Regions from separate parts of the Pan troglodytes genome. Here region 2 is linked to region 1. The links are chromatin contacts, called in public HiChIP or PLAC-seq maps. All regions are on one chromosome and are shown on one strand. Each heading gives the region's core, a stretch centred on a gene start, on an enhancer-like site or on the middle of the called end of the contact. The rest is flanking DNA. Distances are from core to core; before and after follow the strand shown. Region 1 holds the start of MAP2 (microtubule associated protein 2). Region 2 holds the start of KANSL1L (KAT8 regulatory NSL complex subunit 1 like).

What was found. HiChIP or PLAC-seq counts read pairs in DNA pulled down with a chosen protein or histone mark.
Region 2: an H3K4me3 HiChIP or PLAC-seq map of stem cell-derived excitatory neurons shows a contact between it and region 1, with 3 times the contacts expected there. The contact joins the promoter of KANSL1L here to the promoter of MAP2 in region 1. A contact is called at or near these places in 1 of 7 Hi-C or Micro-C datasets (stem cell-derived neural progenitor cells) and 1 of 1 datasets of contacts at active chromatin or transcription factors (stem cell-derived excitatory neurons).

The regions. Positions count from the first base shown.
Region 1 is chr13:111,662,360-111,666,200 of NHGRI_mPanTro3-v2.0_pri, forward strand. It overlaps MAP2 (microtubule associated protein 2), which reads left to right and starts at 2,240. Exons shown (of 13, transcript XM_063790721.1): 1 at 2,240-2,507.
Region 2 is chr13:112,410,783-112,414,714 of NHGRI_mPanTro3-v2.0_pri, forward strand. KANSL1L (KAT8 regulatory NSL complex subunit 1 like) reads right to left here and starts at 1,997. Exons shown (of 15, transcript XM_009444180.5): 1 at 1,889-1,997.

The DNA.
Region 1 (3,841 bases), core at 990-3,489:
GGAGGACCCTCCAGCATTATCTGTCTCCCAGTAAGCATCTCCACTGTGGTCTCAGTTCCTTTAATGTAGCTTGTGCTCCTCATTCCTGGTAAAGCCTCCTCTCTAGCACTCCCCAGCCTGAGAGTGGTAGTACTTTCCTGCTAGTAACTATCATCGTGTTGCCTCATCATCCCCTAGTTGGCTTTTTAGTCATTTGAATCCTTTGTAATTTGTTCCCCATATTAAATTCTCTCTATTGAATTACAACATATGGATGCTATTTTTCTGAAAGAACTCTAAGATGTGTGTTGAGAGGAGGCAATCTCCCATATAAGGACCAGGTTCCCCAAAGAGAAAAGCCATTAGAGTTTAGCTGCCTCAGCTAATCTTAAAGTGGAGGAAAAAACAAACAAACAAACAAAAACAAAAAATGCTGAGGAACACTGTACTTTAAACTATCGGAGAAATAATCTCTTTTTATTGCTGTTTTTTAGAGACAGGGTCTCACTCTGTCACCCAGGCTGGAGTGCAGTGGTGTAATCATAACTCACTGTACCCTCAAACTTCTGGCTTCAAGCGATACTCCCTCCTGAGCTGCTGGGATTACAGGTGTGAGCCACCGCTCCTGGCCCTGGAAAATTACTCTCATTGAGCACCTGCACCTGCATGCCTGGTCATGAATGTCAGCTGCTAACACTCTGGTAGTATGCCTACTCCTTCCTCCCATCCACATACTGTCTATGATTTCCTAGTCTCCTAAGACCTCCTTCTCAATCAGGCCATCTTCCGAGGAGGAGCATCAACTCCTCCAACCTCCCAGCTCCTGGGTGTGCCTTGATACTTCCAAACTCACTGCAAGCGTCACTGGCACATGGTATGAAGCAGAGCGGGGGAGGCAGGACACAGAGCACTGGGTGTGACTGGGGAGGCCAGGCTTCACAGCTTCCTCTGTGATGGTTTCTAATCCTTGCAGGCTCCCACCATTGGGTCTCTTTCCATCTGAAAATGGAGGAAATTAGACCAGCTGCCTAAAACATCAACTCTAATGTTCTAGGTTCTAAGATTCTATGGTTAATTTAAGTGACAGAACCACATTATGGCTGCTGTTTCATCAGCACTGTGAAGACTGTACAAGCCACACCTCAGTATGTTGGCTGACCTTAAAAACACCTTGTCAGTACTTGATATAGACACTCGCAGTAATTCTAAGTTGCATCTTACTTTTCTTACTTACAATAAAATGCTGCTCTCTGATTATGAAGATTCATACTCCTTAGTACGAATGGTAAAGAATCATTTGTTTTCTCAGGTGGTCATTTCACTTTCAAAAGCATTTAAGAGGCAATTTTTTTAAGGGTGATATTTCAAGGTCAACACTTTCCGTGCTTTCTAATTCATTGTATTTGTATCATTCTTCAAAGATCCTTCATATTCATTATCTTTTTAAGCATAAGAGAATTGGGCTGTCATTTTTAGTTCTCATATGACACATGAATACACTGAGAGTTAGATTAAGTGAACTGTCTCTAGAGCATACGTCTGGCTATCTAGAATGTAATAACTATAAAGGGAGGGGATCTTTTTTATTAGGGTTGGGGGAAAGGTCTGTCACTGATGTTTCTAATGCTTAGAAGAGTGCCTGACACATAGTAGGTGTCAATAAACATTCGTTGACTCAATAAATGAATGAATCTAATTCGTGACAGAGCTGGGTCTAGAATTCTCTACTCCCTCAGCCATTGCTCCTTTAGTGCTGACAAGAGTTGTTCTATGTTCTCAAGCGCCCCACATTCCTTTGTCTTTTCTGGATGCACCTGTGGTTGGGTTTGTGAGGCGAGGCCAGTGAGCTTTCCTGGTGAGGTGCCACTGGCAACCCCGCCTCATAGCGACACAGGGGAGGGAAGCAGGGGGTCTGCGGAGGTTGCTCCCGAGAGACTAAAGCTGCTGCCCCCGATTTTCCAAGGACGCCAGTGAGGAAGGCCCGCCTGTCCCGCCGCCCGGGCACTGGCCTTGCGGGAGGGGACCAGGGCTCTGGAGAAGGCCCGCGCCAGCGGCTGGGCGGGGCTCTCCGAGGCTCCCACCTCGCGGTCCCCGCCTGGCGGCCGGCGGCTGCGGCAGAAGGCAGAGCGGTCGTGCTCCCCCTCCCGGACACTGCGGCGGTGGCAGCGCCAGCCCCACCGCGGCCGCCCACGGGCTCGCGGAGTCGGGCGGGACCTGCGCGGGGCGGGACCTGCGCGGGGCGGGGAGGAGGGGCCGAGGCGGAGCTGCTGCGCTGGGAGCCGGGTGGGGGCGCCGCTCTCAGTCTGGGGCGGGCGCTCGGGCTGCGCGGGCTCTGGGCAGCAGCAGCAGCAGCAGCAGCATCCTCTCTTCCTTTACTTCCCTTCCGCTTCTTTCTCTTCCTTCTCCTTCTTTCCCCCCCCTCCCCTTCTTCCCCTAACCCTTCTACCCCTCTCCTTTTTCTCCGGAGGGCGCTAAGTCCGTGAGCGGTGGCAGTCGCGACCGCGGGTGCATCCAGTTTCTGCGCCCAGGTAAGAGACCGTCCCCACCTCTGGCTCTATGTAGGGCGCCTCTCCTTTTGCCTCGGTCTCTGAGTAGAAAGAGAGAGGAATGGGGAGGGGTTGTGTCTCGTCCTCTGGGACTCGCAGCAGGCAGTCTGGTAGTTGGTCGAGTGACCAGCCGTGCACCTGGCGGAAGATTCGGGCCTGTCCTCTCCAGGTGTCACTGCGGAGCAGGGGGCCGGACGCTACTGGTACCTGAGCCCTGGCTTCGTAGAAGAGCGAGTGACCTTGTTAGGTACCACTTTGAAACAACTGAAAACTTACGCCAGGTTAGAATACGTGTATCGAAAGCCAGTATTACCTGCACTGTGGAAAGAAGGGGAGTGGATTCTACAAAGATAGTGGAAAATAGGAAATCGAGGTAGGGGATTTTTTTGTTCATCCAGCTGCAGAGAACTGCACACTGGCAAGTGAGTGAGTGAGGGAAGCCTTGTCCATTTCAAATCATGTTTCTCTGTAATTCCTTCAGAAACAGCTGGGAGAGGAGGACTGATATTTATAATTGTAGGAAAATGAAAAATAAATGCCTGGTGGTGTTGGAGGGCGGGGCACGAAGAAATGAGTCTGGTTGAGCTTCCACACAGTCGTTTTTCTTTTTAAACGTTGGGGGTGGACCTCTGAATCTACAGTGCATCTATTCTTTTCTTCCTTTTCTTTTTAAAAGGCTTTTTTGGTGGGGAGAGGAGGACTGCAGTGCTGGCTGCCTTCCTTCCCCCACCTCGTCTTTTGTTTAAGGATGGAAATTTCAAGAAAGAGTGTGTGGGGGGCTAGGAGTGGGGAGCTGTATATTTGGGTGTGTATAGGGGGAGGGGTATGGATGGAGTCAGAAAAAAAATCCTTGAAAACTGGAAATTAATGTTATTCTGCCTGGCATCCGGACTTCAGGATTTTTGTCAGAAAATAAAAAGCTTTCATTAGCAACAAGCCCGTTTGTGACAATTGCTGTGTGCCATCTGTCGTAAGCTCTTAGCACAATGCTTCCAGGACATAGACCCTTTAAAATTGAGTCCGGTGTAAAGGGTTTTTGTTTAAATGCCTAAACACACAAGTATGCACACAAATGTATAATACACTATATACATGTTACAAAAGGAAATAGGTACTTAAGAGACTGATTTTTTAAAATTGTATTTGAGGGTTTGGAAATTATGTTGTGAATAAAATCTGTAGTGCAAAACAAAAAAATATTGTTGGGTGGTATATAATTTTGGGTGTGAGGCAAAGGGATTGATGACTGTTGGTAAGGAACTAATTTAAATGTTAAAGATATAATTTATTTTAAAATGATCAGTCTAGAAAAGGAA
Region 2 (3,932 bases), core at 747-3,246, 750 kb after region 1:
ACGTGTCAACAGAAAAAATTTAAAATATGATAGTTACATGGCGAAATGTTAAGCAGCTATTAAAAATATTTGTCAAAGAATAATGATATGCGAATGTCTGAGTTAAATGAAAATACCATGTGATCTCAGTTTTAGGAAAAATACACATATATGCATACAGAAATATTTAAAGTACAAAATATTTATATTTTTCTTATTTGCACTCATCTATTTTCCAATTACTTTATAATAAATAAGATTTAACAAAATAATCGATTGTTATTTGCAAAGGCGCATCATGAAACAAAATTAAAATGTAAATGTTAAAAGTCAATGTGAGAGAACTGGCCTGGATTAAGAAGTTTCACATAAAAAATTACTCCAGACAGTTTGCGGGAGAGAATAATCCATGTAGATTAAAACCATGAGGAAATGGTTGCAGACGCTGACACTGATCTAAGTAGGTGGAAACTGAGGGAGAACCAAAGATAATGGTTACAACAGATTTTAAAGATACTCAAATATATTCTATTTCATGATTAATTCATTGTTTATATTTCCCCAACATGTGGGCTTTTAAAAAATTCACTTTTGTTATAAAAATAACACTACTTGGCAATTGGTAGAGATTAGGAATCACTTTTCCTAATACAAGGCATTTCTTCTTTCTTACAATCTCTTAAGACAGAGACCATATTATGAAACTTTACAAAAACGAAACAAGTTTGACATCAGAGAGGTGACTAACCCAAAGAAATGGCTAGTTATTAAGAACGGGAAAGGCAGAGACCACTCACTGTTAAGCCTCTTTCTCAATACTGAATTATTTTTAGAGTCATTTTTTCCTAGTCAGAAATTGCCAGTTTTGTCTGCAGTGCTCACTTCACTTAGGTTTTGTGGCTAACAAACCTGCCCCATCCAGCAATATTTTTAAAATTATTACTGACCCAAACTCAGATGAAGTTAAGCAAACTGGCTAAAGACGAAGGAAGTTTGTCTCCTAAACCTCGCCAGAACATGAATGTCCTGAAGTTTGGGGAATCAAAAACGGAATGTGCTTACCACAGTTCAAACAAAAAAACAAACAAAAACGGACTCTCCCAGAGTAAGAAGAAAACATTACAAGAACGTCCATCCAGTGCCTGCCCTCCCGACTGCAAAGCCAGCCTCTTTCCTTTCCTGTGGTTTCTGAAACGGCCAGGATACCGCCTGGTATTTCTTGCTACCAAACACCACGCAATCTGACTTTTTCCAGCAAGACCGGTCCCTTCCTCAGCACACCGGTGACACAAACTTGGAAGCACTGTCCCTCAAAAATCCCCTAGATTCTGCTCTATCCCATCTAACTCTAAAGCCCAAATCTACGTTTTCCTGAAAGTGTGAAATAAATAAAATAGGGGTCTCATCAAATCCAGTGGGCTCCGCCTCAGAGCCGCCTCAAAAGAGCCGTCACCACACCCGCAATGGGTGAGGCTCAGCCGATGAGGCAAGAGGCGGGTCCAGGAAACCACGTGTTCTGCCTTCTGCGCACGCGCCAGCCAAAACAAAAGGGAGGTCTGCCAAGCCCCACCCCCCACGTGACCGGCGTCTAGGTCCGCCCCCACCCCTCCCTAGACCCCTTCCCTCCCCAGCTGCCAAGGCTGTTAGGTTTAGCCGTTTAAATTTGGCTGCGGTCAGACCCCCGCCCTAGAGCGCGATCCCGTGCCGAGACCAGAGTCCAGCAGCCCAGAGGATTCGGGGGGCGAAGGGGCTGCCGGTCGGTCGCCTGACCCGCAAGTCCACCCGGCAGTCTTCTCCCCTCCCCGCGCTGCCGCCGTCCCCAAGAGGGAAGACCCACCCCCGTCATCCCGCCGCTGAGACGCCGGCCACTCGCCTGCTGGGGCGCCCTGGCTCCCCTCCGCCGCCGCACCTTCGGTCCGGCCGTGGTGGGGGCTGCTGAGGTGATCTCTAGCTGCCCGCCCGCCTCCCCCACCCGGGGCGCCGCTGACTCGTCTCCAGAGCGCGCCCCGCTCCCGCCCCGGCCGCCGCCGCCGCCGCCGCGGTTTAACAGTCCGCCCGCTGCCCGCAGCTCCGTGCGGCTCGGGTGGACGGAACCCTGCCGCGGTCTGGGAGCAGTGGGCGGGGCCCGGCGCTAGCCAATGGCAACGGGGGAGGGGCAGCGCCATGCAAATGAAGCGGGTGGCGGGGAAACCCCGGCAGGGGGCGGGGCCTGCAGAAGCGGCTCGGAGTGTTCTGGAAGTGGCAGGAGCACGATGCCCTTAAGTCTGGTGCAGGGTTTATCTCGGCTCCCTCGGGACGGGTTCCGTGCAGCTCCCGCTTCCTCCCTTCTCTTTCCCAGTGCCATCCGTGGCGAGGGGGAAAAAAAAAAACACGGCCAGGAGACTTCCCACCCCTGCTTTGCTATTTTTGTACCTCCGTGACAGAAAAACAAAACCCTGAGGAAAAGTCAGGCGACTTCATTCCCTGCCGTCCGCGCCGGGGCCTCGACTACTGCTGGCGTCCGCGGCTTTCGCCCACCGCTCCACAGGCGAGTTTTAAGAGATTTCTCACAATTGTCAAGTCCGCAAGTCTCCGTGCGTTTGCTTTTATTTGGGCCGTGCGTTCAAATCCGCTCATAATTCTTTCTGACCCTCAGAGGGGCCCTGAAGTAGGTGACAAATTTGCCTTGGATCCAACTGGGTGGTTTTATGATTAAAAAAAAAAAAAAAAAACCAGACAAAGCAGTTTTAAGTCTCTACAAATCTGGTTTGAGTGGCGCTGGACTTAACTCCCCTCTGCAGTAACGCTGTCAAATAAACAAACGGAGTTTATGTGGAGATAGTTGGCCAGCGACACCCAAAAACACTTCTGAGCGTCTTGCACCTGGCCCCGCGAACCGCTCACCACAAAACAAACCTGCACCTGGGCACTTCCCCAGCCAAGAACTCGATTTTTTTAAAACTGAACTCTAAATGTAGCTTCTTAGATGTTGTATCACAGTCTTTCCTAAGCACCGAATTTACACATGAAATGATTTAAGGAACGAAGAGCACTAGGCTTTTGAAGCCAGAAGGATAATAGCCATTATTTTAACCTTATCAATTGGATAAGATCCCGGGGGCGGAAGAGGGGAGAAATCCAGGGAATTGCAGTCATAACAAAGCGTAATCCGTAACGTAGATAACTGGAATTGGAAAATTAGCTACTTGTTCCTGGTTCTTCTAGTAGATTGTGATATTACTGAAATAATTTTTATGACCAGCTGCATTTATTGGAGATATATTTTTTAATTACTGAATAATTGCACCTCGATATGGGGCAAGGGAAGAATTTTAGGAAATTGATTTACTTTCATTGTAATAAAAATTGTAAGCTAATGATGTGAAAAATAATTAAATCAGTAAGTATTTATTGGATATTTACCATATTCAAAGGACTGTCCTAGTCCCTGGGGACAGAAATGCAAAAATGAATAAAGTATTTTTTAAAGTTTTGTTTTTTTAATTAGCAGTTTGAGACATCTAATAAGCATGTGTTAAGATAGATCAAAGGAAGATTCTGGATTTGAGTTGGACGTTTAAAAGACTTAAGAGAGAGGAGGAAGGCATCAATAGTTCAGGAGATAGTGTCCTTGGGTGGTTTGAGGAGATGTTGTGTGAATATTTGGGGGGCAGAAAAGTACATTGTCAACTAGATTGAGTAAATCTTGAATGACAGGAATTCAGATTTTAACCTGAGGGAACTGTAGAGACATCATATCATTTAATGGTAGTTTTCTCCTGTGAAATAATTTTTTGCTACCAAACAAAATATTTATATATTTGCCAAATGTTTATTGAACACGTTTTGTGATGGCTAATGAAGATATACTAGTAAACAAATTCCCTGTCCTCATGGAGTTTATAGAGGATGACAAAGGGATTAAGCTTTGTAACTACACAAATAGTGATTCATACAGCATTTCTACATATATT